Linked DNA regions of Mus musculus: regions 2, 3, 4, 5 and 6 are each linked to region 1. A link is a contact called in public ChIA-PET, Hi-C, HiChIP or PLAC-seq and Micro-C data. All regions are on one chromosome and are shown on one strand. The core of a region is the stretch at or near the end of the contact, and the rest is flanking DNA. Distances in the headings are between cores, read along the strand shown. Region 1 holds the start of Phb (prohibitin). Region 2 holds the start of Spop (speckle-type BTB/POZ protein). Region 3 holds the start of 4833417C18Rik (RIKEN cDNA 4833417C18 gene). Region 4 holds the start of Nxph3 (neurexophilin 3). Region 5 overlaps Gm29933 (a long non-coding RNA gene). Region 6 has its middle 18 kb from the start of Nxph3.

Region 1 (3,521 bases), core at 681-3,180:
TGTTGCCAAGATACTTCATGCAAATAAGGAAGAGAACCAATGGGCTCCTGTCACCTCCTGTCATCTGGGTAATACCTCATCATTTCAAAGTGGCTAAAGTGCTAAACATTGGACAGGAGGGCTCCCCTTGAACAAAGCCTCTAAGTTAGTGGCTTTCAACCTGTGGGTCAGAACCCTATGAGGGGGGATGTTAAAAGACCCTATTACAGGGGCTGCCTATGACCATCGGAAAACAAAATTTACGATTCATAAAAGTAGCAAATCACAGTTATAAATCAGCAAGGAAAAGAACTGTATGGTGGTGGAGGTGTATCACCACAATAGTGAGAAACTACTAAATGTTCCAAGCATCAGAAGGCTGAGAACCCCTGCCTAAGTGATCATAGGCCTCTGATGACTCACAACCAGTATGTGGGGTAGCAGGTGAGTCCCCCTTAACCTCACACACCTTCAGACAGCAGCTAGCATCAGGAATGTCAAATGGGCTGTAGAGATGGCAAAGCGGTTAAGAGCACTGACTGCTCTTCCAGAGGTCCTGATTTCAATTCCCAGCAACCACATGGTGGCTCACAACCATCTGTAATGGGATTCAATGCCCTCTGCTGGTGGGTCTGAAGACAGCGACAGTGTACTCATATAAATAAAATAAATAAATCTTTTTTTTTTTTTAAAAGGAATGACACATGGGCTATGCAGATCAACAGAAACTATGCAGAAAGCTCTTCCGCGCCTCACCATTATACAAAGCAGAGTTCACCACGCCTCCTGCAACTGCCAACGCCAGGCCGAACTTTCCAATGGACTCAAACACTTTGGCAGCCATGACTCCTTCTGTTGCTTCCACTCACACCTAAACACGGGGTAAACATAAAACACTTTGACACCAGATTCTCAGAGAAAGCCCGCTCTGAGGCACAGAGTTCATGTCTCAACATACATTTTCATATGTCTACACCTGTGGGCCCAAACTCACTCACTGAACGCCCCATAACACTGACCACCTTGCAAACTGTAGATCATGTCTGCGTTTGTGGACGTGTTTCTTTACAACCATTCAGAGAAAGAGTCTGCGACACTTGGCTCAGCGTAGGAACGGTGCTTTGTACCCACGAGGAACTTAGTACACAGAAAAACCACACTCCCTTTTCCTAGACCAATAGGCCACAAGCGAGACCGGTGCTACACGGCTGAAGCCAACAACAAAAAGGGCAATTTCTGTTAACATTTAAGTTACACGGTCTCCGACAGCCTTGTTTAACCTTCAGTTACTTTATGAAGGTTATGACTGCTGAAGTGCATAGAGAGGTTATACTCTTAAGTAGTAGAACCAGGGTTAGAATGAGAAGACCGAATTCTAGAAGACATTGTAGAACTCCTCCCCATACCAGTTAATAGGAAAGCAGGGGCTGGCAGGGGTGCAGCGAGGCAGAGCGGTGAAGGACTGGAGGTGGGGCTGCGGCGGGACGGGTGGGGGCACGTAGCTGACAAACTAGAAACCAGTTAGCCTTGAACTTTTTAATGTCCCGCCCCTGCGTCACCCTTGGTACAATCCTCAAACTCGCCCTCCCCTTTCTCAGACTTCAACTGCTTGTGTATCGGGATTTCTCCATGCACATTTATCCTCTGTCTCTGACATCCAGCTCTTTTTACTCCACCAGCTTCTGGATTTTTCCTCATCCTGTCCCCTCCCCTTGCACATTCCTAACTCCTTCTGGACCGAGATTTCCCCCTTCTCCACTAGGCGTACCCACACATGCATCCCATGCCCTCATTGTACATAGGAAAGCAGAGGCAGGCTACAGGGACATAGGACCAGAGGCCTCTACCGCTCCTACCACGCTTACCTGCTTTCACTCTGACCTCCACATGAATTCCCCAGCTCCGGATACTGCGCGTGCGCCAGGCAGCTCCTCCCCCCCCCCCGACCCCCGCCTCTTCAAGATCCGACCCTTCAATTGGTGAAGCCGAGCGACGTGCATTCTGGGAAACGTGTTTTGCAGTCTTCCGCGGGCTCTGTGGCTTTAATGAGGTCAACTACAACTCCCAAAAGATCATGCAGCAACGGGCTCTTTCAGGAAACCCGTTTCTGACTGGTGAGAACGGATGGGATGTTGCCGCAAAGCCTTTCGGGAGTTGTAGTTCCTTGGTAATATATGCACGTGCCTATTCCTCAAGGAGGTGGTTCCAGAAGCCGGAAGCAGACTGGATCGGAAAGGAGTTGGGCTTCCACTTGGTAGAGGAAATCACAAGGTGGTGAAGGAATGGGTGGGCATTTTGGATAAAGGTGAGGTAAAATAATTCATGCACTGAGAGACTGCTAGGGAAGTTAAGGACAGCCCTCAGGGACGTAAGATGTTGATCTTCCAAGCCACTCCATAACCTTAAAAACGGCTTAGAAAGAAGAGGAAGGGAGTCGGTCATTCAGGTCTTGCAATACTTCAGTAAAGGCTCTTGATTTAGGGTCTAAATCTCTGGGCATCTTTTTTTCCAAGTTATATTCGAGGAATTGCAAAAAAGGGACGGAGATCATGTGTATGGCTTCTCAAGTTCACCTGTTGTCAACAATTTGCGTATTTGTTGTTGTTTTTGTTCCATCTCCTCGCCTCCCTCCACTTTTCTCTTTCTCCTACTATTCTCTAAGATCAAGGATATCTATCCTCTTACTTTTTGTTTTGTTTTGTTTTTTGTTTTTGTTTGTTTGTTTGTTTTCGAGACAGGGTTTCTCTGTGTAGCCCTAGCTGTCCTGGAACTCACTCTATAGACCAGGCTGGCCTCGAATTCAGAAATCCGCCTGCCTCTGGCTCCCAAGTGCTGGGATTAAAGCGTCCGCCACCACGCCCGGCTACTATCCTTTTACTTAAGTAAATATTATCCATGTCTGCATTCCAATTTTGCCAATTAAGCAAATAGTGACTTTTATAGCATTCCTCTCCATGACACAAATCTAAAATGAAGTAGTTTATTTTTTTGGGCTTGTTGCTCCCGAAATACAAACTCTCCTGAGAATATCTGTAAAGAACATGAAAACCCCTGGCACTGTGGCGCAATGGATAGTGCATTGGACTTCTAAGAAAGACCTGCTCCTTATTCTTAGCTTAACTTTTATTTAAAAGATAAAATGCAATTTTAAATTTGCAATCGGTATTTATTTCTTATTAAAATATAAGAAGCCAGATATACATTTAAAAGAAAGGAAGAAAGAAAACGAACGAACGAACATGAAAGCAAGCTAGGTGCAGTGGTGCACGACTTCAATCCCAGCACCCAGGAGGCAGAAGCAGGTGGCATCTGAGAGAGAGAGAGAGAGGGAGAGAGGGAGAGAGAGAGAGAATGTGAAGACACAAGGAAGACTATTGGGGTGGAAGAGAGACTGGAAGGGCCTGGGGAGGGTAAATAAGGTGGTGAATATAAGTGAAATACTTAAAATTAATAAAACAAATACATTTTGTTAGAAAAAAAAAAGTGTGATGGCCGGGCAGTGGTGGTGCATGCCTTTAATCCCAGCACTTGGGAGGCAGAGG
Region 2 (3,521 bases), core at 556-3,055, 250 kb after region 1:
CTATTCATTTCAATACAATTCAGCAAACTTTTTGCTAGTAGAAAGTGTTTATCTTTGGGACCAAATGTATACCTGGCACTAGGGAGGCAGAGGTAAGCAGATCTCTGTGAATACAGTCTTGAGACCAGCATGGTCTTCATAGGGAATTCCATGCCAGTCATGGCTACATAACAACTTGACTATATCAAAAACAAATAAAACATCTTTTTCCCTACATGGTAGAGCTAAGACAAAGTTTCTAAGAGGGATGGCACAGCACCAAACTAAAGAACCAACTGCAGTCTGTCAGCTAAAACTCTGGGACCTAAGTCACTGGAATATTTTTGTAAAGTTCCTCATTTTAATTTTTTGGAACTTGCCAATATGAAAGAATTAGTGCTCAAATTATTTGAAACTAATACTTCTGGACAAGTTGTTCAATTGTTTCTGATTACCCCTGTTTCCATATTGTCACAGAATGTACAACTAAACTGTACAACTAAATGTATAACTAAACTGAAACGCTATGGAAGAACTTACACACACACACACAATGAACCAAAAAGGTCCCACTAAGTAAAAGGGCTGAAATGAAGCTACTGATTGACAGCTTGATTTCTGTTTTGTTGTTACCTCAAGTCTGTGTGTGGCACTTATCCCTTCCTTAGCTACTCTGTAAAGGCAACTCAGAATTTTACTAAAGAGAAATTCCCACCTTAGTTTCTTTTTTAATGGACCTTTTAACAAATCCTTTTTAACAAGACTATCAAAATCCCCTGCCAGAATAACGAGTTGGACTTACTCCTAAACTTAGGGGAAGTTTGTAGTAAGGTTTCAGCATGACGACGGGAGTGGTGGAAAGGGAAGTAATACTAGAAGTAGAAGTAGCAGTTAAGTTTCAAAAAGAAGGGTCAGCGTGGGACACGTTGGCTCTAGGAGGCGTTGGTAGCCTGGGAGTCTCTAGGGCAACACCAGATGCAAATAGTGCTTTGTCCTTAAATCCCTCGCATAATTTAAATTCTCCCTCTCGGATCGGAGCGACAAGCTCACTATTGGGTGGCAAGTCTAGCGAAGAAGGCGGGCTCGTGGTCAAGGGGCTCTTTATCCCGCAGGTCCCTGCAAAACAGCAATGCGCATGCGTCCTGAAGCAGCGACCAGGCACCCGGAGCTCCTTCACATTCGAGCATGCGCAGTTCCCCATCTCGCCGCAGGCGACAGCTCACTATTTGGCAAGGGGGATGGGGTTGGGGATATGATGGTGAGGGAGGCAGGAGGCAGGGGGCGCGTTTGTGTTTCCAGAATGCTTGAGGTAGGAAGAACGGACGGCTGACTAGGCTCTGGCTTCCTCGGGCCAGGAAACCAACATAGGAAATGGGGCAGAGAATAGTACATTAGGAAAAGTGTGTGTTGTGGGGGAGGGTTTAGTCACTTCTCAAGGAAAAACCCCGCACCCCAACAGGCCAACCCCTTCTTCGACTCTTGACACACACATACACACACTCACCTGAGAACGGCGGCGACAGCTGCTGGTCCCTGTCCCCCTGCGCTCGCCTCATACTGCCCGCAACATCCGGGACCTGCGGGACCGCCGATACACAAATACACTCTTGGAGCGCGCACACACATACAAACACATACACACACATACACACACACACATACACACATACACACACACACACCACACACACACACACACCACACACACACACACCACACACACACACACACACACACATACACACACACACACACACACATACACACCGACACACACCGGCCTGGGCGTCCTGTCGTCAGCACGTCGACGCAGCGAGCGCGTACCCGCCGGGCCCCACCCCGCGCGGCCTCCTCCCCCCAGCTTCCCGCCCCGCCCCACCCCGCCTCGCCCCGCCCCGTCCTGCCCCGCCCCACCCCGTCCCGCTCAAGACTCTCCAGCTCCTCCTCTTTTAAGACTCCGCCTACCTTCCCTAGTGCGCAAGCGTCGCGAGGTGGTGCCAGGGCCCGGGAATTTGGGCGGAAGGCGGAGCCAGAGTGGAAAGAGGCGGGAACTCGGAGGGGGTCGCGTGCAGCGCGCAGAAGTTCGCGCTGAGGTGCGAGGCCAGAATGGAGGAAGGAAGCTGAGATCCAGGGACCGGGTGGGTGGAGCAGCAACAGGCATTTCGCAACTGAAACCTAGTTGTGCAGTTTGTGGATTACCGATGACTTAGCTCTTACTTTCTTTTTTAGGCAACTCTCAGCTAAAATACTTTTTAAAGAACTTTTAACATGTGTTTTAGTTTGTTTTATTTTTTGAAATAGGGTCTTGCTCTATAGGATTGGTTGACCTAGCACTCTCTTTGTTGACAGGCTGGCCTTAAATTCATAGAGATCCATGTCCAATAAGCCTAGCCTGCAAATGCTAACATTTATAAGGTACTTTGCTAGAGTACTGTGAGGCACACCTTTAACCCCAGAACTCGGGAGGCAGAGGCAGGAGAAGCTCTGTGAATTTAAGGCCAGCTTGGTCTACTTACTGAGTTCACAGTCAGCTAGAATTACAAGGTGATACCGCGTCTTGAAAACTAAATAAATTAGCATTTGACAACAATAACCAAAGAGCTGTTCTTTCTGGGAAAGGCAGAAGGGGTGTGTGTGTGTGTGTGTGTGTGTGTGAGAGAGAGAGAGAGAGAGAGAGAGAGAGAGAGAGAGAGAGAGAGAGACCCAATGGAGAGGAAGCTGATTCTGTGACAATTCCTTGGCTAAGCCATCCGGGTCCCCAGTCTGTCTCATGTCTTAGCTCCCATGGACCAAAAGTGATTCTGGAGTTGGGTAGAATTGTCTCAGAGCATCTTGGCCCTGGAAGAAAACAGTCATCTTTGTGTTACATTCTTCGATTACCTTAAACTTAAAAGAAAATATTTTATTACTGAATCAAGCTCTCAAAAGCAAAAGCAGACTGCCTCTTGCATACACATATCAAGCACACACCTAGCTCTGAGAGATCAACCCAGTGACCCTGTGGGTCATGAGGTAACAGGGTTGCAGCCTAATTGAGAGCTGCTTCCTGGCACCCTACTGCTTTCCAGGCCTTGGGACAGTCTCCAGGAGACTCTGCTCCTATCTCTTGCCACATGCTCCTTGGCACCCAGTGGCTGGTGAGCCTGTTCAGCAGGGAAGGCTGGCAGCCCAGGAACCAAGCCACTGGGTTTGGAAAGAACCCCGACAGTGCCGGGAGGCTTTCCACTTTCAAGTATAGAAGCAGACCCCGTAATCCCCATATGAAATATCCTAGGAATTATAAGCAAAACCTTCCAAACCCTTGGGGCCTTACACAACCTAGATTCTAGATGAAATTGCTCTTATTGGTTTTTTTTTTCTCTGCTTTATTTTGAGGGTTTGGGGTTTTGAGATGATCTCACACAGTCCAGGCTGACCCCCCCCCCCCCCCACACACACACACACACAGCTCACTACGTAACAGAGGCTGGCTTTGAGCTCCTGATCTTATGCCTCTACCTTCTGAGTACTAAGACTGAAAGGGTGTTCCACTCTGCCCAACC
Region 3 (3,521 bases), core at 621-3,120, 190 kb before region 1:
AAGAAGTGAAAAGCAGAGCTGTTTGGTTTGGTCTTTTGTCTCAATACATGTTTGGGGGCGGGTAAGTGGTGCCAGGGGACCTCTACAGAGTGGTGATCTGTAGGAAACAAGGTTGCTCAATTCAATACAATTAAGCAGCCAGTGTTGGTTCAAACTTTGCAAGCCTGACCCCAAGTAGTTTATTTGGTGAAAACTTACCTGGTGATAATTAACCCAATCACCTGTGCACAGCACAGCTTAGGACACCACTGCACTGGAACTCTTTGTAAAGTACATGTGACATCTTCCAGAAAGATAGTTTCTATAGACTGAGAAAAACATGCTCACCGATAAGAGTCCAGGGAGGAACTGGTGAGATCTCAGCCTATCAGTCTCAGGTCACAGGCCATTACCCACATCTGCTCCCAGCCTTCTGGGCAGAAGACACGTCATACATCTCTCTCACTAAACAGACATTCCTGTGTAGTTAACATTCCTGGTGTCCCTAGTGCTTATCTGAGCCTCGCACACAGGTTATTTCTTAAACTCTTGTAGAGGACTTATACAATAGCCATCATTATGGGGCCAAGCCTCACTATATTATAATAAACAATACATAGTCCAGAGCATCCTTGAAGCAGCCTCGAGGCACAGATGGATGTCCACTAGGGTAATGCTCCGAAGGTGAACTGCTGAGTCAAAGTGTTGACTGACCTGCAGAAACACATTTAGGGAAAATGAAAGACTAGACAGTGCAGAAGTGGGGATTTTGTTGTTGTTTTGCGGGATATGTGTGTGTGTGCGCGTGGTGTGTTGAATGGTGGGTGTCTGTTGTTAAAATTCTGACTGGGTTTTTCTAAGGATCGGCACACTAGAAGTTTCGGTAGTCCGGCCTTTTGAAGCGCGGGGGGAAGTGCTGAATTGGAAGCGCCAATCTCCCTACAGATAATTTGCATAGCGCGGAGCAGGGGCTGCGGCATCCACGTGCGGCGCACTCTCCAGCATCCCCGTCTGTACCCCAGGTTTCGTCCGGGGTTTGAACGGCTGTGCCACCACGTGCCAGTCCGCGTCCTTCCCCGCTGGGCCAAAGCGTCCTAGCCACAGCCCTCCTGATATAAACGCAGAAAACAAGTAGAAAGCCCAGGCTGCGTGCGCCGAACCTCCTGCCCGGAGTCCGGGACCGGAGCCGGCTTTCTCCGGACTTGGTCCGATCGGACGACCAGCCGCCCTCGAGACTTGGGGTCAAGAGCCGGGACCCTTGGAGGATCACCGGAAGAGGTGACAGACACCTCGGGGCCCATGAACGTTTGGAATTCGTAAGGACATGAGAATCTCGGTGGTTCCGTGTCTGCCCGCCATCGCGGCCACCGGCCACGGGCCCAAGCCAAGTGTAGCGAAGCTTAGAAAAGGTTGCCCAACGTCATGTGGCTTGAGAAGGCTGCCGGGCGCCTTAAGCCGCCAGCAGGTCCCATGGTGTAATGGTTAGCACTCTGGACTTTGAATCCAGCGATCCGAGTTCAAATCTCGGTGGGACCTCACTGAACCTTTTTTTGGCCTTAGAATCCCTGTTTTGGGGCCTGCAGGAAGTAGCAACCAACCCGAGCCTCCGCAGGGAATGCACTGACCTGTAGAATGGACGTTCAGCTTCCCTCCCTGTGTCTCAACACGATTACATTTCAGGAACAGCCTGGGCTGGGAGGCACTGCGCACGCGCGCCGAGTCGGGCGGAAAAATAAACGAGTTGATGGAAGACTGAACATAACTTTACCCAGGAGGGAAAACGAAAGAACCCGAAGGATCCCGAGGCTTTCCTGTCTGAGTACCGCTGCACACACCGCGCCTCGGAGTCCCCGCCCCCTACCCTCTGATTGGCTGCTGTGCAGAACGCGCGGTAGGATTGCTTTGTGAGCCGCGAATGAAGTGGCCGGACGGGGCCGGGGGGCGGGTAAGTGGTGCCAGGGGACCTCTGATTGGGTACAAGAGAGCGATTCCCCGAGGCTTGTGCGTTTAGGGGTCATAAACCCGTGTTTTGGTTCTGCATTGCTCACCCAGCGAGGTTGTGTTTCAATTAGACAACAGTCACTTAGTCAGGCTGGCAGGCGATCAGTACAGTTTCTCACCGTCCATGAGGTGTTTCTCCGAGAGAAGGGCAGGAATCGCTAAGGATTTCTTTAGCTGCATCGCGCCGCGGGTGGAAAATATGTACAGGGAGTATTGTATCTTCTTTGGATTAAGATCTGGGATTTGTGTTCGTCCCTGTGGGATAAATGACGAGGGAGCCTGCTGACGCATTATGGTCTCCCTACAGAGTGATTGGCACGGTGGCTATAGGTTCTCACCCTTGGGAGGATGCCATGGAAACCAAAAGGAGCCTCTCCCGACTCTCCGATTAATTCTCTAAGCATGCCTCTTGCAGACACAACCCACGCACTCTTTAAAACATCTGAATGGATCAGTTTGAATGAACCATCGCAACCTCAAAAAGATCAAGACGTGAGAGGAGGCACACTTGCGCTACCAGAAAATAAAGATGCTTGTTAACTGTACATTAAAGAAATTAAGATAATGTCTGGATGGATAAACATACCGATGGAACAGAATAGGGAAGCAAGATGCAGCCTCACCTTTATGCATAGTTTATAATAACAAAGGTGTCACAAATTTAAATAATAATAAAAGGTAGCACAACAGAGTTAGGGGAAAGGACCTACTTGACATCCTGCTGTGTGCTTGCTTATAGGGAAAGAATATGAAATCGGATTCTTGTTAACACTAAACACAGCAGAAAGTCCCAAGAGAATTGTTGACCTGAAAGTGACAGAAGCGGTGAGCTTGGCTGACGACATAGGGGAATGCCTACACCTCAGTTTAAACAAAGCCCGAATAAAACGCACAGACGAGGACTGTGCTACTCCAAGTACCATCAGAAGAGTGAAAATATCTGGGCCTGTTGCTCAATGGTGAACTGCAAGGCACTCAGGGCCTGGCATACTAAGAGAAAAGGTAAGCCACAGACTAGGGATATGCATGTGTAATGCATAAATAGCAAATAAATCTAAATAAATTCTCAAAGCCTGTAAGAAAACTGCCTGCCGAAAAATAGCAAAACCTGTGCTAGGGGCATAGCTCAGCAGGTAAAGAGCTTGCATGCAACCATGCTGGACCTGAGCTCCATCCACAGAACTCATGTCAGAGCTGGGCATGCTGGGGATTGTAGTCCTAATGCTGGGGAAGTGAAGGCAGAAGGGTCATTGGCCAGCCAATGAGAGAACCTGTCTTTAGAAAGAAAGAAAACACCTCACATTGACCCTGGCTTCCACATTCATACCAACATATGCACGCCTTTAATCCCAGCACTTGGAAGGCAGAGGCAGGCGGATTTCTGAGTTCGAGGCCAGCTTGGTCTACAGAGTGAGTTCCAAGACAGCTAGGGCTACACAGAGAAACCCTGTCTCGAAAAACCAAAAAAAAAAAAAAAAAAAAAAAAAGAGGAAAATAGCCTCAGACTTGAAAATAAGCTCACTATGTAGGATATCACTAAA
Region 4 (3,521 bases), core at 609-3,108, 150 kb after region 1:
ATGAAGGCAGAGAAGAAACTTGAAGTGGGAGCCAGGAGTGTCCAAGAGGGGAGTGGGGGCAAGCGTGGCAGGCAGAGCAGCCAGAGCAAATGTGTGGGAAGTGCAAAAGCGAGCCCTTCCGTTTACTGCACTCCCACGGTGCCCGCCAACCATGGCGCCCGCACTGGGGACACACACTGTGTTCTTCCCACCTCCAAAGGAAAGATCTGAAACCTGGCATCCCAGCATGGCAGTAACCTGCCCAAGGTCACACAATGGGCTGGGGCCTGGCGTGGAATCTAAGACTGTCTGGCTTGAAAACAGTACCCCTTCTGCTGGGCCACACTGCTTTCCTGGGGGCAAGACTTGGAATGAGTAAGGAGTGAGCCCAGCTTCGTCTCTGTCAAGCTGAGAGCGGGAACTAGCTGCCCACGCTCAGACCAACAGCATCTTTCTCCCAGCTGGACCAGAAGCTCCAAGGCCACACAAAATTTTACCTGTTCCTTCCTCCTCCCCTGCCTTTGGCAGTCTTTGAGTACACACACACACACACACACACACACACACACACACACACACACACACACTGCAAAGAGCCCGAAAGGCCCAGGGCACCCAGGAGACAGGGGGCTCATCCAAGCTACCTCCTTCTGCAGTCTCTCCCTCTTTGCACTTGGCCCAGGCTGATATTAAGATTCATCTGCATTCCTCGCACAACGCCTGGCAGATGGTGGGGGAGGAGGCTGGGTGTGAGCTGGGGGCTGCAGCCAGGGACCACACTGGATCTCAGAGGGCCACAGAAGAGAGTGTGGAGAGCTTCCGGTAGACCCAGTGTAGGCTGGGGCCACTCCAAATGCCTCCATGCGGGTCCTAGGATTCGACCTTTTGTTTTTCTAAAGACCAAAGGAGTTGTAAAGAGCTCAGAAGGATGTCTAGCCATTGAGGGCAGGAGGGTGGTCCTGACCCTTTGGGATCTCTTGTCTAGGTCTTAATCTTTCTTGTCTTGGTGATTTGAAGAGAACAGAGCAACCTAGGACCCCACTGGGGTGGGGCCCTTTTCCGCCTGGTGACACCTGTGCCGTGGGAAATGGGTAGGGAAGAACATGCTCTGAGAGGCCTGTTCACGCCATTTATGCCTCTATTTCTCAGGAGGCAAACCCTTACCCCAACCTCAGAACCCAGCCTGGACCCTAGTGGTCTCTTCAGCCCAGCGCCTCAACCAAATGCTTCGTACTGATTGCTCTTAGGTCGTCTAAGAAGAAAAGGAACGAATGTGCTAGGAAAAAGGGTGCGAGCTAGACACTTAGAAGAACTTCCCTTAGCACCCTCATCAAGTCTTGCAGGAACCATCAGCTGTGATCCGCTGTAAATATCCTTGAGCCCTTAAAAATGGATTTAGGGAGAGTCGTCTTTCCAAATTCTAGGACTCCTAGGGTGGAGGTAGGTAGAGCGACAGATTCCCGTGTGCCCGCTACAGAAAAGAAGGCGCGCTGCCAGAAGGGCGGAAAAGCTGGTGTCCCCATCCGCGGTCTTCCAGCCTCTTGCCTCCTCACCCAGAGCTCCTCCGCCCTCCTCCTGTCCCCTACGCTGGAAATTGGGCGTCCCAGGTCCCCAGGCTGCTGGCCGGCAGGGGAGGAGTTAAATCCGGAGGTACCGACTGGGCTCACCGTACCTGCCGCCGCCGCCGCCGCCAGTGGGAGGGACGAGGAAGCGGGAGGCGCCTGGGCGCCAGGAGCGCTCCAGTCTGGCGGGGCGCAGAGCGGGGAGCGGGCGGCCGCGGCTCGGCGTGGCCCGGGGCGTCCGCCAGGGGGCGCGCCACGACGGGGCGGGAGGGGCCGTCTGGTCTGGGGAATTAGCACCGGGGACGGGCGCGCGCGCAGGTCCCCAGCACATCTGGGTGAGAGCCGAGCCTCTGGAAACAAGCCGGGCGCCGAGCGCCTGTCTGGAGCGGCAGAGTCACCGCTCAGCCGGAGCCCCTTCGAGACGCTCCGGGCGCACATCTGGGACTGGGAGAAGGGACCGCGCGGCGAGCAGCTGGACTCGGGGAGGGGGCGGCGGCTGCACAGCTGGACCGAAGGGGGCGGGGTCGGTCCCAGCAACTGGCTGAGGGGAGGGCCGCGAGCCACCGGGGACCGGAGCATGGGACAGCGCGCCTGAAGGAGCAGTCCGGGACGGAGGGGGCCTGGGACCCCGAAAGGAAAAGAGAGACGGGTGAGAGCAAAGGAGGAAGATGCAACTGACCCGTTGCTGCTTCGTGTTCCTAGTGCAGGGCAGCCTCTATCTGGTGAGTGGTCCGCGGGGAGCGGCGCAGGGCGGGGGCCAGGGGATGGGGAGAGCGCGGGAAGCTGCGGAGCCCTGAAACTTTCTCCCTCCCCCCACCCCGGCATCCTGGGGATGCGGTGAACGCTGGAGGCTAGGGGAGAGGGCGGGTCCGAGGCCAGAGGCCGGACTGGAAGGGTTAATAGGGGCGGGGAGGAGGGTGCTTGGATGGCCCACCCACTCCGCGGCTGATCGCGGGAGGTGCGAGTGACACTAGGGAAAAGGCCCCCCAAGCTGAGTAGCCAAGGATTACCCGACCTCTCGTAGCAGCATCCCAGGACGCGCGAAACGGGGGTGGGGCAGGTGACCTGCCCGGCCAGGGGACGCGGTATTCTTCTTTGACCTCTGGGGCCCAGAGAATCCCGAACTGTGGGCCCTGGCGCGCCAAACCCGGGCGGACCGGGGGCAGCCCCCGCGTCCCTGCCTCCCGCCGTCCCTCTCGCTCCCTCCCTCCTCGCCTGTTGTTTTCCTCGCCTCTCCCGGCAGCGCGCAGCCCGAGCCCCACAGGACCTGGGCAGGCGGCTCCCGCCCCAGGCGCTCAAAGCAGCTGAGCTGAGCGCCCAGACCCCGCTCCCCCGCGGCCCAGGGTGCCTTGGAACCCCACCCTGGACCCTACCCTGTAGCTTAACTCTCTCGCGACCCGCGCCCACCGCCCCACATCTGTCCCGACCCTAATCCTGTCCTGGAGAAGCCTCCGCCTCGGCGCCACTGGAACGGCCCCCTTCCTCAAAACAATTCCCATTGACAGCAACCCTTCCATTCCTAGTCCACTCTAGGACTAGGGAGGATGTCTTCCCTGCTTGGCCCTTTCCTGTGGCCCTCTTTACTACTGAGCTATTGACTGTCTCAACCATTTAGTTAAACCCTAGAGCCAAGTACGCACAGGTGGGCAGCCTTAAACCCAAACCCAGGAGCCTTCCTTCTTGACTCCTGACCCTGGGGCACTGGGGACTTGGGAGGCAGGAGCAGCCTTAACTCCGAGACTGGCTTGGTCACCAAGGCCAGAGCAAGAGCATAAGAACTAAACCCTTTGGAGCCTCCCATCCCAGCTCCTCAGGATTCCCTCCGCCCCACCCATGTCATCATCAGTCCAGATGTTGTGGCTGAGCTCCTGTCCCCTCACTGGTGACATAGACACACTGGGAAGAACTCGGTTTCGGGAACTGAGCAAACACACATTCAGGCCATGGAGCCTAGGGAACCAGGTAACCTCCCTGTTGCTC
Region 5 (3,521 bases), core at 611-3,110, 140 kb before region 1:
GTTGTGATGGTTTGTATATGCTTGGTCCAGGGAGTGGAACTATTAGGAGGTGTGGCCCTGTTGGAGTAGGTGTGTCACTGTAGGTATGGTCTTAAGACCCTCACCCTAGCTGCCTGAAAGTGAGTCTTCCACTAACAGCCTTTAGATGAACATGTAGAACTCTCAGCTCTGCCTGCACCATGCCTGCCTGGACTCTGCCGTGCTCCCACCTTGATGATCCTGGACTGAACCTCTGAACCTGTAAGCCAGCCCCAAATGAAATGTTTTTTCTAAGACTTGCCTTGGTCATGGTGTCTGTTCAGGGAGTAAAACCCTAACTAAGGCAGGTGTATTGTCTGCATGTACACCACATGTGTGTCTGGTGCCTATGGAGACCAGAAGAGGACATCAGATCCCCTCAAACTAGAGTTGCAGATGTTGTGAGCTACAATATGGGTGCTGGGAATCAAACCCAGGTCCTCTGGAAGAGGAGTCAGTGATCTTAACTGTGGAGCCATCTTCCTACCCGTGGAAGTTGAATATTCAAAGGGGCAATGATGCCAGTGCAGCTCACCTAGTTTCCCACACAGCATCTTTAAAGTGAGAATTAATGCCTTTGTGTATCCTTCTTAACATTTTTATTATTTCACTTATGTTTAGTGTGTGTGTATGTGTCTATGTGTACGCACATAGGCCATGGTGCACCGTTTCTAGAGGGAGCTGGTTCACTTCTTCTACTGTGTGGGTCCCAGGGAATTGAACTCACTTTGTCAAGGTTTGGCAGCAAGCACCTTCACCCGCTACACCATCTTGCCTCCCTCTTCCCTTGTTATTTTTTGGAGATATTTGGTTTTCATCAAAGAGGTAGTTTCAAGCAGAGTACACACCTGTTTTCATTCTTTTTGAGGGTTGGTTTGTTTTGTTGTTTGTTTTGTGGAGGTTTTTGTTTGTTTGTTTGCTGTTGTTTTGTTTTGTCTTTGCTTTCAAACTGCCTGTTAGCTGAGCTGCTGGGTTTCAGCTGAGCTTTGGTTGTCTCCTAGACTGGAGGCTTCAACAGGCAAGGACTGGGCCCTGGGTAACCCTCACCCAGGCTGCGGATGGCTTTAGAGCCTCCTGCCCTCCTGTGCCTATTTCTTAATGGCGTGCATGAGCCTCTCAACTTCCCCTAGGGATGTGCTGCAAGGAACCCTAGGGGCTGGAACTTGATGACTCATCTGGGGAACCAAGGGCAGGTTAAGGGCACAGAGCCCGGAAATGGGAGGGAGGGGACAGCAGGTCTGAAGCTTTGCGGACATTGGGTTCTGACAGCTGTTGCTGTCCTCTAATCCCCCAGCTTGGTATCTGCTGTGAGTTGGCAGCTGAGGGCAGAGACCACACCCTCTCTCTACCTGCTCCTCTGGAGCCCTGTGACACTCCCTTTCTGCAGGAGGCCTTCCTTCCCCCTCCCACTAGGTTCCCTATCAGCCCCATGGTGAGATGAGGCACTGTTTCAACCTGGCACCTGACACTGTCCTGTGAGATTTACCCTTGTGCCTTTCTAACTGCCTGCAGCCCAGTAACAGACAGCAGGAATGCCAAGGTCCATGAGACCAAGCTCCTGGACCCTGTGAGTGCTCTGGAGGAGTCTCTGAGGGCTGTTAAGGGGAGTCACTCATGTTATTCATGAGCTGATGCCCAGGGTGAACCACCTGTATCTGGTTCTATCCTGGACACCAGGGAGCTCCTTTCCAAAGGGAAGTGCTTGGGGAGTGTGCAGATACCATACGATCACAGATACTGTGGGAAACATGAAGCAACCAAAGGCACAGGTGACCTTTACCTATCCGGAAGTAGAGGAACCTACCCTGACAGGATGCTGAGCACAGGGCGGGAAGTGGGTGCAACCTTGCAGACGTGAAGGGAAGTGGCTTTCTGCAAAGGGAAGTGCAAGGACTCAGGCAGGAACCCCAGGGGTGTTCGAGAGCCATGGGAACCCAGCCTGGATTGCAGGGAGCCATGGGGACACTGGATGGATGGAGTTGTCACTTAGAGGAAAGCAGAGTTGATGGATGATGGACAGAAAGTTTGGGTGTGAGATCATTGTGAACTCTGGCTCTTGCCTCTCAAACCAGTTGCACGTGTTGAGCTGGGGGCTAGGGCTCAGACTCCAATCTGTGGCCCAAAGGGGCTGAGGCATATCTTCTCTGCTCCTCATTTTGCCCAGCTTCTCTTCTCTCCTGTCGGAGCATATGGAGAGAACTTCTGTCTCTCTTTGACCATGTTCTCATACCTGCCAAAGGCCATTGGTCCCTTCTTTGTAGCTCTTCTCTCTCCAGCTAAACTGAAAACAGGAAGGGAGGCTGCATATGGAGCCCTTATTCTCCTGGATCATTTGTCACCTCTGAGCTGACTGCCTCGTCTGCTAACCTAGGCCTAGGCCTGGAAGCTTCGAGCTCTGTACAAGTTTACCTAGGCAAAAAAAAAAATGCTCTCGGCCTCTGAGAATTGCTGTTGAGTAAGCTCGCCCTTCTTGTTCTTTCTTGATTCTAGCTGGCTGGTTCAACTCAGCTCTTCTGGCTCAAACTCCTCTCCAAGCTGACTCAATCTGGCACTTCTCTTTGCCTCTGAATTGCTCTGCTTGGCTTCGAACTAACTCTAGCAATCTTTTTTTTTTCTAATCTACTGGCTCCTTCCCATTCTCTTGCTTGTCTGTCTTCACCTGTGTCTAACTTGTTCTCTCTTCAATCTGTCTCTGTAAAACTCTCCTGGTAAATCTGTCTCTGCCTCCCTCTCTGCTGCTCTACTCTCCCTCTCAACTCCACTGTGCTGTCTCCACAAGCGCTACTGTATTCCTGGGCTATACTCTCTTCTCCTGTGCTGTCTCTCTCTTAAGTAGCTTCCCTTTCCTTGTGAGAGTTGGACATGTCAAATCTTTCTCTGATTCATCTCTTTGTCTGCCACTCAATTAGACATCACTTTCAAACATGGTTGCTTCCCTTTACAAACTAACTTTACCTTCATTATTTGGGATTATAGGTATCTACTAAGGGCATGTCTGTATTTTACAGCCAGAGGGATTAATGGTGTATGCTAAAGTCTGAGCCACACCCTAACTAGAAACAGGTTCAAACATCCTGTAACAGGAGGAACTACTTTTAAACTTCTTCTTGACAAAGAGTAGGGGAAGGGAGTTGCTGTAAGGATCCTTGTCCACCCTGGTCACTGCAACAGAGGGGACTCTGCATGCTTTATTTCACAAGTGTGTTACCAGGTCAACTCCATTTGGAAGAGGGGTTTGTTAATAAGGACCCACACACAGGCACACACATGGGGTCTGTACAACACTGGTTGTCTTAGGGTTTTAATTGCTATGAAGAGACGCCATGGCAATACTTACAAAGGAAGACATTTACTTGGGGCTGGTTTACAGTTGAGAGGTTTAGTCCATTATCACTGTGTTGGGAAGCATAGTGGCATGAAGGAAGACATGGTGCTGGAGAGGTAGCTCAGAGGTCTACATCCATATTAGAAAGCAGTGGGAGGAGAGGAACAATGGGCCTGGC
Region 6 (3,521 bases), core at 734-3,233, 130 kb after region 1:
GCCACAGGAAAGGAGAAGATCACAAGAGGGACTGGGGACTAGGAGGCCGTGATAGAATGTAGGCGCAGGTGGTGGAGACTCTAGCACAGGAGGGAATGTGGCTGACCCATCTCTGGGAGGCTTCTACATTTCAGAAAAACAGCTCACAAGGCTTTTCAGCTTCTTCGAGAAAGAATTGGATAAACACCTAGAAACGGCTTTATAGGCAAAGACTGCAGAGCAGGAAGAGCCAGAGAGACCTGGCTGTGAAACTCCAAGAGAGGAGCCTGGGGCATGGAAGGAATGATTTTTGACAGGCTCCTGACCCAGCCTCATCTCTTCGACCCAAAGAAGCAGACACCGGAGTGCCGCTGGACATCGTGGCTCGACCTGAGTGGTCAGAGGCAAAGATCCCTTCAGGCAAGAGGCAGTGGACAGCTGGCGTGCAAGTCCAGCGTCCATACCGAGCAACGGGCAATGCCGCGGCATCGCAGCGCCCCCTGCTGGCCAGAGGCAGAGCCTCCTACTGGGGAGCCTCTGTCTCAAGTGTGGGAATACTCCTCCAACAGCACTCTAACCCAACCTCATTTCCAACAGATCTCAGGACTCAGCATCCTTTGAGGCAGACATCCACACTGGAAGACCCTTGGCATATTGTGCCAACCTCTATTTTATCGCTGGAGAAATGAGACACGAATAACGCCAAAAGGCTCTGAGGACACAGACATGTATATATGTGTGTACCACAGGCTGTCCACGGTCCAGTGGTGGTGTCCCGGGGTGGCCAGCCTTCGCCACCTCCACAAGCCACATTCCCTGTCAGTCATCCCACAATGAACCCGCATGAAACCGACTGTACATCTCAGCTTCGATGGCTCCCAGCCTCTACTTTCGCCTCCCAGCCCTCCGGACACACAGCCCCACAGTCTCAATTCCAGCCCCTCCTGTCTCTCTCACCCCTCCACTCAACCACGCCCTCCAGCACTCTCCACTCCGCCAATCCACCAGCCTCAGGAGACACCTGTGCTCCCTTCTGCTGCATTCTTGTTTAGTCCCCAGGAAATGAAAACTTTAATTTCTTTTTTTATTAACTTTATTGGATTTTCTTTTTAATTATAAGTCAACGTACTACATGTTCTCTGTAATCGCTTAAACAAACCAAAGCCGTGTAAAGATGCGGTTACCAGCTCTCCTCTCCCCAGCTCACAGCAGAACACAGGGTGCCTCTGGGGGCTGGGCCACCTGATGGCCTGATGATTTGATCAAAGCACTGGCTACACAGTCGGCCACCAACACAGGTATCCACCGCCTTCTGGACCCAAAGACTCGTGCGGGAGGGGAAGATGGCCAATACCTCAAATTCTCTATGGGCAGATGGACAGGAGCCAAAGGGCCTTGGACAGGCACTGTTGCCTTAAGTGGGGCTCTCTGAAGAACGACATTTGACTGGAGCCCCCAAGGGAAGGCACAGTGGGTCACCACACTGAGTCTGAACGTTCTATCTACACAGGGTAGTGTAGGGACCACTGTACATGTTTCCTAAGGATGCCAGGGCAGTGTTTCTCAACCTGTGGGTCCCGACCCCCTGGAGTCCCATATCAAGTATTTACATTACAATTCATAATATTATCAAGATTACAGTTATGAAGTAGCAACGATAAAATCGTACGGTTGGGGATCACCACAACGTGAGGAACCGTATTAAAGAGGCTCCGCATTAGGAAGTCTGAGAACCAGTGGACTAGGGAATCCACTGGGTGGAGACTAGCTAGGGGGCGGAGCAGTATGGCTGCCAGGTGACAAATGAGAGAGATGGTAGTTGATACCCTCTTTGTAAAAAGCCATTTACATTGCTGTTTTTTAGTTCTTTGACTTTTCAGAACTTCCACGCTCCAATCTTTGGCTCCACCCCTCTCTGGAATGATTAGTGTTGTCACTTAGTGGCAGGACCTAAAACCAGCTAGGAGCAGAGCCTCAGGGTGTGCCTGGGGGGTCGGAGGTAGCCATCTTGGTTTGGTTAAATGAACCGAGAAGGCTGGCCCACTGTGGGTGTGACCCTTTCATGGGATTCTAGACTGCACAAAGGAAACCTAGCCAAGTAGCCCTGTGCACTCAGGCCTCTTTGTGACTGGACACCATGTGACCAGGTACCTCAAGCTCCTGCTGCCTTGATTTCCGCCATGATGGACTGTAGCTTGAGCTGTGAGCTAAAACAAACCCTTTCTCTAGTAAGCTTCTATTGTCAGGGTGTTTTTTTAAGAATTCAGATTTGGCCGGGCGTGGTGGCACACGCCTTTAATCCCAGCACTCGGGAGGCAGAGGCAGGCAGTTCGAGGCCAGCCTGGTCTACAGAGTGAGTTCCAGGACAGCCAGGGCTATACAGAGAAACCCTGTCTCAAAAATCCAAATATATATATATATATATATATATATATATATATATTCAGATTTATTTGTTTTATGCATATGAGCGTTGTGCCATATGCATATGCTTGCATAGCCTGCCTGAGATCAGAAGAGAAAAATTGATTCCCCGAAACTGGAGGGACAGAGCAAGCTCTCCAGGCCCTGTCAGGCAGCCATGGCATCAGGAAGATGCTGGAGTGACAGCTCTTCACTCTCTCGGCCACCCCCAACCCTCCCCACCCACCCTCCCCACCCCACCCCCACCCTTACTTACTGATTGATAAACAACACAGTACAGTGAGCACCAAAATTAAATTGGATCAGAACCCATATTAGCTGTAAATGTCCACATGGTTCGTATTGACACTGGAAGTGCCTGGCTACATCAATAAATGGGACAGAGTTCTAAACAAATTAGACAGATATCTTTTTGAAATTACTTTTTCATGTGCATTGGCGTTTTGCCCTAATGTATGTCTGTGTGAAGGTGTCAGATCCCCTGGAACTGGGGCTACAGACAATTGTGAGTTAGCATGAGAATTGAACACCGGTCCTCTAAAAGAGCAGGAAGTGCTCTTAATCACTGAGCCATTACTCCAGCTCCTATACAGACATCTTTTTAAAAATATATTATTTATTTAATGTATACGAGTATAATGTAGCTGTCTTCAGATGCACCAGAAGAGGGCATTGGATCCCATTAAAGGTGGTTGTGAGCCACCATGTGGTTGCTAGGAATTGAACTCAGGACCTCTGGAAGAGCAATCAGTGAGTCATCTCTCCAGCCCTATACAGGCATCTTAAGGGGCAGGGAGATGCCGTGACCTCCCCTTAGCTGTAAACTACAGGTCTACCTTTCTGGTAATGTTTCCAGGGAAGAGTGCCTTCTGAGTGACCAAGGTCCCATCTGGGATCTGAGCTGTGAGGAGAGGAGAGTGTGGCACCTGTGATGGAGATGCTCAGGCCTGCTGGTGCAGACCTGTGGTCCCAGCTTCTGAGGAGCTGAGGCAAAAGGACTGCAAGCTCAAGGTAGACCTTGGGAAAAGTGAGTTCAAGGCCAGCCTGGGCAACTTAGTAGAAACCTGTGCCAAAGTAGCAAACATAGAGATCAGAGATACAGTGGCAAGAATGCTTGT

What was found. Hi-C and Micro-C count contacts between places; a contact is called where the count stands out from the background. ChIA-PET counts read pairs in DNA pulled down with a chosen protein or histone mark. HiChIP or PLAC-seq counts read pairs in DNA pulled down with a chosen protein or histone mark.
Region 2: a Micro-C map of embryonic stem cells shows a contact between it and region 1, with 4 times the contacts expected there. The contact joins the promoter of Spop here to the promoter of Phb in region 1. A contact is called at or near these places in 3 of 39 promoter capture datasets (embryonic stem cells, frontonasal cranial neural crest and second pharyngeal arch cranial neural crest), 1 of 15 datasets of contacts at CTCF or cohesin (the NIH/3T3 cell line), 10 of 484 Hi-C or Micro-C datasets (the AtT-20 cell line, CD4 T cells, Th1 cells and 6 more), 9 of 115 datasets of contacts at active chromatin or transcription factors (the SCID.adh cell line, VIP interneurons, embryonic stem cells and 3 more) and 1 of 9 other capture datasets (pancreatic islet).
Region 3: a Hi-C map of forebrain shows a contact between it and region 1, with 4 times the contacts expected there. The contact joins the promoter of 4833417C18Rik here to the promoter of Phb in region 1. A contact is called at or near these places in 1 of 39 promoter capture datasets (erythroid cells), 8 of 484 Hi-C or Micro-C datasets (CD4 T cells, CD8 T cells, the G1E-ER4 cell line and 3 more), 12 of 115 datasets of contacts at active chromatin or transcription factors (the 230-238 cell line, the SCID.adh cell line, acute myeloid leukemia and 5 more) and 4 of 9 other capture datasets (adipose tissue, embryonic stem cells, liver and 1 more).
Region 4: a contact with region 1 is called in a FOXA1 HiChIP or PLAC-seq map of pancreatic cancer cells. The contact joins the promoter of Nxph3 here to the promoter of Phb in region 1. A contact is called at or near these places in 5 of 39 promoter capture datasets (the C10 cell line, embryonic stem cells, liver and 2 more), 2 of 15 datasets of contacts at CTCF or cohesin (the NIH/3T3 cell line and embryonic stem cells), 7 of 484 Hi-C or Micro-C datasets (the C10 cell line, the CH12 cell line, the G1E-ER4 cell line and 2 more), 18 of 115 datasets of contacts at active chromatin or transcription factors (the SCID.adh cell line, craniofacial prominence, embryonic basal ganglia and 9 more) and 1 of 9 other capture datasets (adipose tissue).
Region 5: a contact with region 1 is called in an RNA polymerase II ChIA-PET map of memory CD8 T cells, with 7 read pairs. The contact joins the enhancer-like site here to the promoter of Phb in region 1. A contact is called at or near these places in 6 of 115 datasets of contacts at active chromatin or transcription factors (the 230-238 cell line, the SCID.adh cell line, bone marrow-derived macrophages and 3 more) and 3 of 9 other capture datasets (adipose tissue, liver and pancreatic islet).
Region 6: a Micro-C map of embryonic stem cells shows a contact between it and region 1, with 3 times the contacts expected there. The contact joins the enhancer-like site here to the promoter of Phb in region 1. A contact is called at or near these places in 22 of 39 promoter capture datasets (the 3T3-L1 cell line, 3T3-L1-derived adipocytes, the C10 cell line and 14 more), 5 of 15 datasets of contacts at CTCF or cohesin (the NIH/3T3 cell line, embryonic stem cells, large pre-B cells and 1 more), 131 of 484 Hi-C or Micro-C datasets (the 63-12 cell line, the AML12 cell line, the AtT-20 cell line and 72 more), 37 of 115 datasets of contacts at active chromatin or transcription factors (the 230-238 cell line, DN3 thymocytes, the NIH/3T3 cell line and 21 more) and 5 of 9 other capture datasets (adipose tissue, embryonic tail, embryonic trunk and 2 more).

What each region holds. Positions count from the first base shown.
Region 1 is chr11:95,665,366-95,668,886 of GRCm38.p6, reverse strand. It overlaps Phb (prohibitin), which reads right to left and starts at 1,930. Exons shown (of 7, transcript NM_008831.4): 1 at 1,845-1,930; 2 at 736-850. The coding sequence starts at 823.
Region 2 is chr11:95,412,367-95,415,887 of GRCm38.p6, reverse strand. It overlaps Spop (speckle-type BTB/POZ protein), which reads right to left and starts at 1,805. Exons shown (of 10, transcript NM_001359107.1): 1 at 1,484-1,805.
Region 3 is chr11:95,857,166-95,860,686 of GRCm38.p6, reverse strand. It overlaps 4833417C18Rik (RIKEN cDNA 4833417C18 gene), which reads right to left and starts at 1,870. Exons shown (of 2, transcript NR_045187.1): 1 at 1,605-1,870; 2 at 1-693. It overlaps Gm38959 (a long non-coding RNA gene), which reads left to right and starts at 2,236. Exons shown (of 3, transcript XR_880173.3): 1 at 2,236-2,982. It overlaps n-TQttg6 (a tRNA gene), which reads left to right and starts at 1,444; the gene lies at 1,444-1,515.
Region 4 is chr11:95,512,902-95,516,422 of GRCm38.p6, reverse strand. Nxph3 (neurexophilin 3) reads left to right here and starts at 1,858. Exons shown (of 2, transcript NM_130858.3): 1 at 1,858-2,263. The coding sequence starts at 2,210.
Region 5 is chr11:95,803,525-95,807,045 of GRCm38.p6, reverse strand. All of the region lies in intron 3 of Gm29933 (a long non-coding RNA gene), which reads left to right. Among named protein-coding and RNA genes, the nearest start is that of Gm29933, 3.3 kb to the left of the region's middle. Within about 2 kb of position 1,860, at least 91 of the 459 cell types and tissues checked have an H3K27ac peak or open chromatin away from gene starts, as enhancers often do. A contact at or near this core is called in bone marrow-derived macrophages, embryonic stem cells and memory CD8 T cells, where this site is marked.
Region 6 is chr11:95,530,908-95,534,428 of GRCm38.p6, reverse strand. No RefSeq gene overlaps it. Among named protein-coding and RNA genes, the nearest start is that of Nxph3, 18 kb to the right of the region's middle. Within about 2 kb of position 1,983, at least 15 of the 459 cell types and tissues checked have an H3K27ac peak or open chromatin away from gene starts, as enhancers often do. A contact at or near this core is called in embryonic stem cells, neural stem cells and neural tube, where this site is marked.